Regions from separate parts of the Sus scrofa genome. Here region 2 is linked to region 1. The links are chromatin contacts, called in public targeted proximity ligation maps. All regions are on one chromosome and are shown on one strand. The core of a region is the stretch at or near the end of the contact, and the rest is flanking DNA. Distances in the headings are between cores, read along the strand shown.

Region 1 (3,978 bases), core at 409-2,908:
TTTGGCAATTTCTTTCCAGCATTTTTTGTTTGTTTGTTTGTTTGTTTGTTTACATTAAGGATAAGTGTTCCAGGGAACGTGTCAAAAAGAAAATGATCAGAGTAGAATGAGTGGCATCAACTGCCACTGATAACCAAGGCTCCAGGCAATAACATGGATATGCTGCCTTTCCTCCCAGATGCTCAGCAAGCAGGTGCAGATGAGATCTCATATTTGCACCAGACGCTTCCCCTGGCCTCACAGGAAAAGTGAGCCCCTCCCCACTCAGGGATGCTCTCCCAAGATGTTGCAGCAATCTTTATGAGCCAGAGAGCAGAGGAGGGCAACTGATGTTTATTGGGTGCTAACGAGTACTTTACTTAATCCTCACAATTATCCTATGCAATAAAAATCATTATCCCCATCTTATAGATGAGACGACGCGAAGTCTTAGAGATAAAGTGACTTGTCCAAGATCACATTGCTAATAAGCAGAGGCACTGGAGCTTGAGAAAGGCCTGGCTCAGAGCATTGGATGCTAAGTGCTGTGGGAAATGCAGACATCAATGTTCCAGGGTTAACACACCCTTTAGGGAACTTTCAGTCCAGTGAGGGAAACAACAGGTGCAACTGACATAAAATATAAGGTGGGCTGCAGTAAGCAGAACCTGAAAGTAATGGACTCTGAGTTCCCAGAGGAAGGAACAATGAATTTTGACTCCGATCCAGATGGCACTTAAAGGGGACCATGAAAGATGGTAGAACCACAGCAGGAGGAGAATGGGGAGATGCAGGGGAGGGATGGAGAGGTGGTGGGGGGATAGACACTAGCCTGGCAAAGGCCTGGGAGTCTGAGAATACCTGCCAGATTGCTCAGTCAGGAAGGTAGAGACCACGTGACTTTCCTGCTTCCAGTTCCTTCTCTTCCAGGATAAGGCGCAGGCACCTAAACCAGCATAACCAGGGCCTTCAGACACTGGGCTCCCCCAAAAGCCATGAACTGCCATAGTCATGTCAGTCTCCCCAACTTTCCCCACCTTCTTTCACACTGAGATCATTATTTTATTTTGTTTTGTTTTGTTTTATTTTTTCTTTTTGTCCATGCCTGTGGCATGTGGAAGTTCCTGGGCCCGGAAATGAACCTGTGCCACAGCAGCAACCCAAGGCACAGTGGCAATGCCAGATCCTTAACCCACTGAGCCACCAGGGAACTCTCAGAAGTCCTTCTTCTTTTTTTTTTTTTTTTTTTTTTTTTTGCTTTTTAGGGCCGCACCTATGGCATGCGGAATTGTCCGGGCTAGGGATGGAATCAGAGCTGCAGCTGCCAGCCGACATCACAGCCACAGCAACGTGGGATCTGAATCGTGTCTGTGACCTATACCACTGCTCGTGGCAATGCTGGATCCTCAACCCACTGAGCGAGGCCAGGGATCAAACCTACATTCTTATGGATACTAGCTGGGTTCCTAACCCACTGAGCCACTATGGGAACTCCTGAAGAAGCCTTTTAGAAACAGGAACCAGAGAGCACAGAGCACATCCAAGCTCTGGCTAAGGTGGCTGGGCACTGTCCTGGAGAGTTGGCAGTATGCCATGATGCCAGACACCACTGCTGTGGCCAGGTCTGGGGAGGGGTGAGAAATTGCCTTGTATGCAGAGGAGCTCTTGAGAAATACTACGTGAATAAGTGGAAGCCTTGGGAAACCACCTATTATATGACTAAGGCTCTGAGACATCTCTGTTGATGGCCTGGCAGAGCGCTTGCCAGCCGAATCCATCACTGAAAACCTCAGAGAGCTTCTGGGTGCATTCAGATTATGGGTTGTGGGAATCTCAGGTCATAAAACTTTCGCCCAGCTGCTCAGGTGCCTGGCCAGGCAATTAAGGATTCTTTCAAGCAGATCAAAAGACGCTGGTGAGGTGATCTCAGGAAGCTTCCCTGTGAGGAAGGCAGGAGTCAGGTCTCATTATCCTCATCTTACAGATGAGAAAAGTAGGTTCCCTGGTGACTAAGTCCCTTGCCTGAAGTCAAACAGCCAGCAAAGGGTGGAACCCAAAATGAGCAGCTCAGTCACCCAATTCCCAGGACACCATCATCCCAGAGCCTCCCATTCCATGGAAGCTGGAGTGCTCCCGGGAAGTCTGGACCCACATTTGGGATGTTAGGGCATGGAGTGGTCCACAGGGACTCTTCCAACAATTCAGCATCCATGGACACTTAACACATCCACGCAGTGACTTGGCATCTGCCCTTTGCGACATCAAGAACACAAGACCCCAACCTAACAACATGGTTATTCCTTGGCCCCCTTCTATGCAAACCATTGCAGAGGGCATCCATTTTAGCAGTCATCTTACAGAACTTCTGTACCTGACTTCAGATCCCAGTTCTGTGCTAGTCCCAGGACCTAAGTCTCACTTCCTGCATATGAGATTTGGAGATAATTCAAAATTCCTCTCCAGCTGGGTTATTGTGAGGTCAGGTGCATCAAAAGCAGAGCCGAGAGCCCGGCACGTGGTAACCACTTATTAAATATCAGCAATTATTAATGGCATTGCTCATATGAGAGATCTGAGCTTGAAAAGCAATTCCCCGTTCTTTAGCTGTTCACAGCCTGCCTGCTAAGGGATTAGGTTTGACTTTTAGTATTTGACCAACTCCCTTCCTTCCAGGACACGGAAGTTCATTTTTACTCTTCTTTTTGTGTGTGTGTGTGTGTCTTTTTGTCTTTTGTTTTTTTTCTAGGGCCGCACCCATGGCATATGGAGGTTACCCGGCTAGAGGTCTAAACAGAGCTGTAGCCACTGGCCTACACCACAGCCACAGCAATGCAGGATCCGAGCCGCATATGCGACCTACACCACAGCTCACGGCAATGCCGGATCCTTAACCCACTGAGCGAGGCCAGGGATTGAACCGGCAACCTCATGGTTCCTAATCGGATTTATTTCTGCTGCACCACAACGGGAACTCCTCATTTTTATTCTTAACAATCTCAGCTACTTGCCATGTTTTAAAAGCAAAGTATACCTGTTATAGCCAGAATGCTCTAAAAGTCAGAGAGGCATCTGGTTTGTCATGGCCTCAAAATCCTCTCTGGGGTCCTGCCTTGTACCTCCCTAGTCTTTCCATTGCCATCTGGTCATCAGCAGGACCAGGGTCCAACCAATGAAAGGCAGCTAGCCAAGAGAGGCCAGAGGTTGGGATTCTGATGCAAGTTGGCATGGGCGCCTGTGGTCCCTGACTCTAATAGCATCTTGGTTTGCATCAGTGTTATGGTGTCTCCTGACCTGGAAGACTGTTTCTCCCAACGAACCCTGGTTACTCAATATGCTTGAAAAGGAGTGTATCTTCTTGTAGGCTCTTACTCTTTTTTTTTTTTTTTTTTGTCTTTTTGCCTTTTCTAGGGCCACACCCTCGGCATATGGAAATTCCCAGGCTAGGGGTCCAATCGGAGCTATAGCTTCCTGCCTACGCCAGAGCCACAGCAACGCAGGATCCAAGCCACGTCTGCAACCTACACCACAACTCACAGCAATGCCAGATCCTTAACCCAGTGAGCAAGGCCAGGGATCAAACCCGCAACCTCATGGTTCCCAGTCAGATTCATTAACCACTGCGCCATGACAGGAACTCCACCTTGTTCTTTGTGGATATTGCGATTGCCCTTCACACACACCAATGTCCTACCTTCAGCTCATCAGCCCATCCCACAGGTCACCTGCAATTTAACACTCTTCTGCCTTCTTCCCCCAAACCCTTGCATCTCTTGGTCTGAGTTCTTTCTCTGCCACAGGAGTGCACTCAGCCTGCTCTCAGGGCAGGCCAGGGAGACCCTTCCATGAGTGATCCAACTAAGACAGACAAGGATTAGAAGATAAATACCCCAGCTACCTCATCCTCAGGGAAGGCAATTCTGAGATCAGCCATTATTGCCTCTTAAAGAGTCTCCAGCACAACTGAATCTCAGGCACCAGTAGCGGCAGCTGACTTTCACC
Region 2 (4,063 bases), core at 350-2,849, 400 kb after region 1:
CTCATCCTAAAGCTTCCCCTTTCCTCAGCCATGTATTTATCCTTGTGACCTCCTGACTCTGAGACACCGGGGAAATATGTCCCCTCCAGGATTCAGTCAGCTAAAAACAGAACCTGCATTTTTCACACATTCTTCTCCAGCACGTGGACGTCACAAAGATCAAAAGGGATGATGTGCGTGCATGGGATTACTGTTGTTATGCTTGAAATACATTTCATGGAACTTGTTCTAAACTTGTGGCGCAATAAATATCTTGCCCCTCTCGGCCATAGCGCGGTTAACTATTCACACCGGAAATGGCATTCCTAGGCACCATTTACTGAATGTGTTGCCCAAACCATGAGATCTGGCAGAGGAGGGCTCAGTTTTAAGTCTCACTCTGAAACTTACCTTGTGACCAACCCACTTGCCTTTTATAAGTCTCACTTTTTTGTCTATAAAATGGACTTCAGCTGCTACCTGTTTGTCTCGGGGCAGCACTGAAGGCAATGTCATGCACACATTAAGTGCTACCTAATGCCTGATGTGACCCCCTACTCCCTGACCTCTACATGGAAGGGACTAAGCAAAAGATTCTCTCTCAGCCAGATGAAGCAGCTTCCACCAGTGTCATCAGAGGCTATCAAGGCAGATCTGTGATTTGGGAGACCAAACACACTGCTCTCTACTCAAGAGTCCTATGACACATCCGTTTTTTTAAGAGATGAATGAGATGCTTGCTTGAACTGAGACAAGAAAAAGCATGAAAGTGTTTTGAAGCATTGGCACGGCATACGGGAGAAAGAACATGAATTTTGGTGTCACCAAAACCTGGGTTTGAATTTCTGCACTTATGGTCTTACGGAAATCGTATTACCTCTCTTTGCATATTTTCTAATCTATAAAATGGGTATAGTTCTCGTGCAGTGTTGTCAGAAATAATAAAGTATCCATTTGTATACATTTGCTATAATAATGTACACAAATACCACACCCCTTGTATAGGTAGGTCCTCAAACAATGCCTGTACATTATTCATTAATTCAACAGGTATTGACTAAGTACCATATGTAGTAAGCACTATAGAAAGCTTGGTTATTACTTCTATTTTTACTGTCTTTGAAAAGGACCAGGGAAAATCTAGAATGAAGGCAGAGCAGATGGGCATCTTTGCTGTTTATTATAATGCACATGTAGGAGAGCCAGTCTTTCACTACCAAAGAGCTCCCTGATTGCTTAATGGCCTGACTAAAACTTCGCCACAACAGAAATAATCTAATTTGTTGTGAGCCACATGGGAAGTCCAGAAACAATCTAAGTTGAATTTATCTTTTTTCTTCACTAATTCAGTTATTTACTTGGCATTCCAAATCTGCTTTAAAATGTAAAAACTCCTAGGAAATAACAACTTTATGAAACAGAAGAGAGAGGAAGGGTCATAGCTCTTCCTAATTCTCCCTCCCCCTGGCATCTTCTGTCTTCCAATTCTACTGCTTGCTTAGAGTTTTGCAACCTCAGGCATATCACTTAATCTCTCTGAAGCTGCTTCATCATTCAGATGGGAATGGTAGCATTTAGCTACCACTGAAGTTAAGTAATGCCCTACGGGAAAGAGAAACCATATGGGGTGGGAAACACAAAGAAAGCAGAAAGACACAAGAATCAGATGGAATGACTCACAGAGAAGAGGAAGAGAGAGAGAGAGGCAAATACACGAAGAATAAAAATGCATAGGGCATAGCTTTCATTCAATGACTATGAGTTCTCAGGCCAGGGATGCAATTCTGCCTGAAAAAGCCAATGTCTCTTATGAAACTTATGACTTTCACCATTTCCCAACAATGCACGGTCACGCAGCAAATGATGATGGCTTCATCAACATCAAGGGAAAAATGAAGAGCTACTGAGAGCCACAGAGAGGATACAAGTGTCTACAGAAGGGCCACAAACTTAAATTTTTATACATTTGCTCAAATGTTCTAAGCAGTCACACAAAGTGAGCCAAACTCAATTCTTGAGCATGATGCCACTATGGTATTAAAAATGATATTACTGTCTACACTACACATTTACACCAACATATCACTATAACAGGTTATAATCACAAAACCAAGTATGTGGCCTTTTTTGAGTAATTTAAAGGCTTTTCAAAGACAATATAAGTTCTTAACCTTTGCTGCTGACTTTAGAGCCCAACCCTGTACGTGCTAATAATTTTCTTCCTCTTCTTATTCTCTTCTCTATTGATGACACAGTACTGAAGGGAAAAGGTTTATCATCAAACTACCTTAACTAGGTTCTGACCCTCTTTTTCTAGTTGAATAATCCTGTTCCATAAGTACTACCTGACTGATTGGGTGAGGAACAAGAGGAACACAGAGATGAATAAGATTACTCCTGCCTTAAAGGGTCTTGGGCTTTGGTTAATTTCAGACCAGCAGTACACACTGTCTGGATAGACAGTTATACTTTACAACAAAGAGATTTATAGGTTCAGGATTAAGTCAGGTTAGTCACAACTTGGTGTAGTTTAAATGCATTCGACGTATTTCTAGGCACAGTCTCCCTCTTGGCACTACCTCTATGTCTCCCTCTTCTTCCTTCCAGGCTTCAAGACTCACACACACCTTCTCCATCTTCAGAGGTGCTCGTCTTCTCTATAACTCCACCTTTCCCCTGCTTCTGGATTAGGAACTCCCATACCTGGCCCTTCACCATAAAGTCTCCATCTGCTTTTCAATAGAAACCACTGGATTTCTACCATACATTCCCAAAAGACATGAAATGCACGTCTGGCCTTACTTTGAAGTATCCTGAAGCAAAGCCATCTCCTTCTCTGAAGAAATCGTGATCTACTGTTAATTGGGCAAATGAATGCTGATGTCCCTTGTTACGTGCATAACAAGGCACTGAAAATGGCATCACGAGAAGGCAAAATCTGAGGTCACCAACTGACAGTTTTGTTTGCACCACGGTTTCAAAATTTAGTAACTGAAAAATAATCAGCTAAGTTTCTGAGTTTTCCAAAAGAATCCGAAGATCTGGCAACACTGGGTCCGCCCTCACTCACAGCAACAAGGAACTGGCACAGCTGGCAGGGCTCCTTTACGTAGGGCCTAAGCTTTCAAGCGGATGACAGTTCTCCTGAAGATTCTCGTGACCATCGAGGACCTGTGCTGTCCATACTCTGTGCCAGGACCTCAAGGAATATAGCAGGAGGCAAAACACACAAGTCCCTACCCTCGTGGAACTACACTGTGGCTTTGAATAGATGCTGAAGGAAGGGGTAAGCAACCCACAAGGAATAGTAAAGGTATTCTAATGCTCCTAAGGAACCATCTATCATCTGTCTGTCTGTCTGTCTGCCACGGCATGCAGCAGCTTGATGTGGGATCTCAGTTCCCAGACCAGGGATTGAATCCGGGTGGCAGTGGTGAAAGTGCTAAATCCTAACCACTAGATCATCAGGGAACTCCCAGGAACTCCCCATTTAACAGGATCCTTGAGGAAATTCTTTTGCGACGTGAATGACCACTCCCTATTTCATCAGTTTTGAGATCTATAATGAGCATGTTTCAAGCGAAGGTACACAGTTAATTTGTGAATCCATATAATTACAAGATTACACTGTAAATGCCTATGTATGGATACAAATATTATCACTGAAACTGATTTCTGAGTTCTACTCATGGATTCCAATGTCTCCATATCTTACATTTTGCATATCTCATGTGACCTAAATGTACTGTTAAGTTTGTGATGAACATTTTCAGATTAGCAAATCTGCATTAAAAGACATGCTCTCAATTGACATTTAAAGGCACCATCAAAATTACATCATATTAGATTATTTTAACACTAAAAGATCTCAGATTCACAGTAAATTCTATTTTCATCACAAAGTGAAGCCCTTAAACTGTAATGGTTTTTAAGAAAGAATTATTGTCAAATGCCCTCAATTTCTGCCTTGCGGACCTACACTAAAACTTCTGATGCTTGCTAATCATATAACAGGTATATGAATAAGGACGCCAAAAAGATAACCTGAGGAAAGCGTCTATACAGAGATGTCTACATATGCTCA

The links.
Region 2: a targeted proximity ligation map of alveolar macrophages shows a contact between it and region 1, with 7 times the contacts expected there. A contact is called at or near these places in 1 of 47 Hi-C or Micro-C datasets (fibroblasts) and 1 of 2 datasets of targeted methods (alveolar macrophages).

Annotation. Positions count from the first base shown.
Region 1 is chr4:14,106,818-14,110,795 of Sscrofa11.1, forward strand. No RefSeq gene overlaps it. Among named protein-coding and RNA genes, the nearest start is that of TRIB1, 190 kb to the right of the region's middle.
Region 2 is chr4:14,510,357-14,514,419 of Sscrofa11.1, forward strand. The region is part of intron 4 of NSMCE2 (E3 SUMO-protein ligase NSE2); the gene reads right to left. Among named protein-coding and RNA genes, the nearest start is that of WASHC5, 86 kb to the right of the region's middle.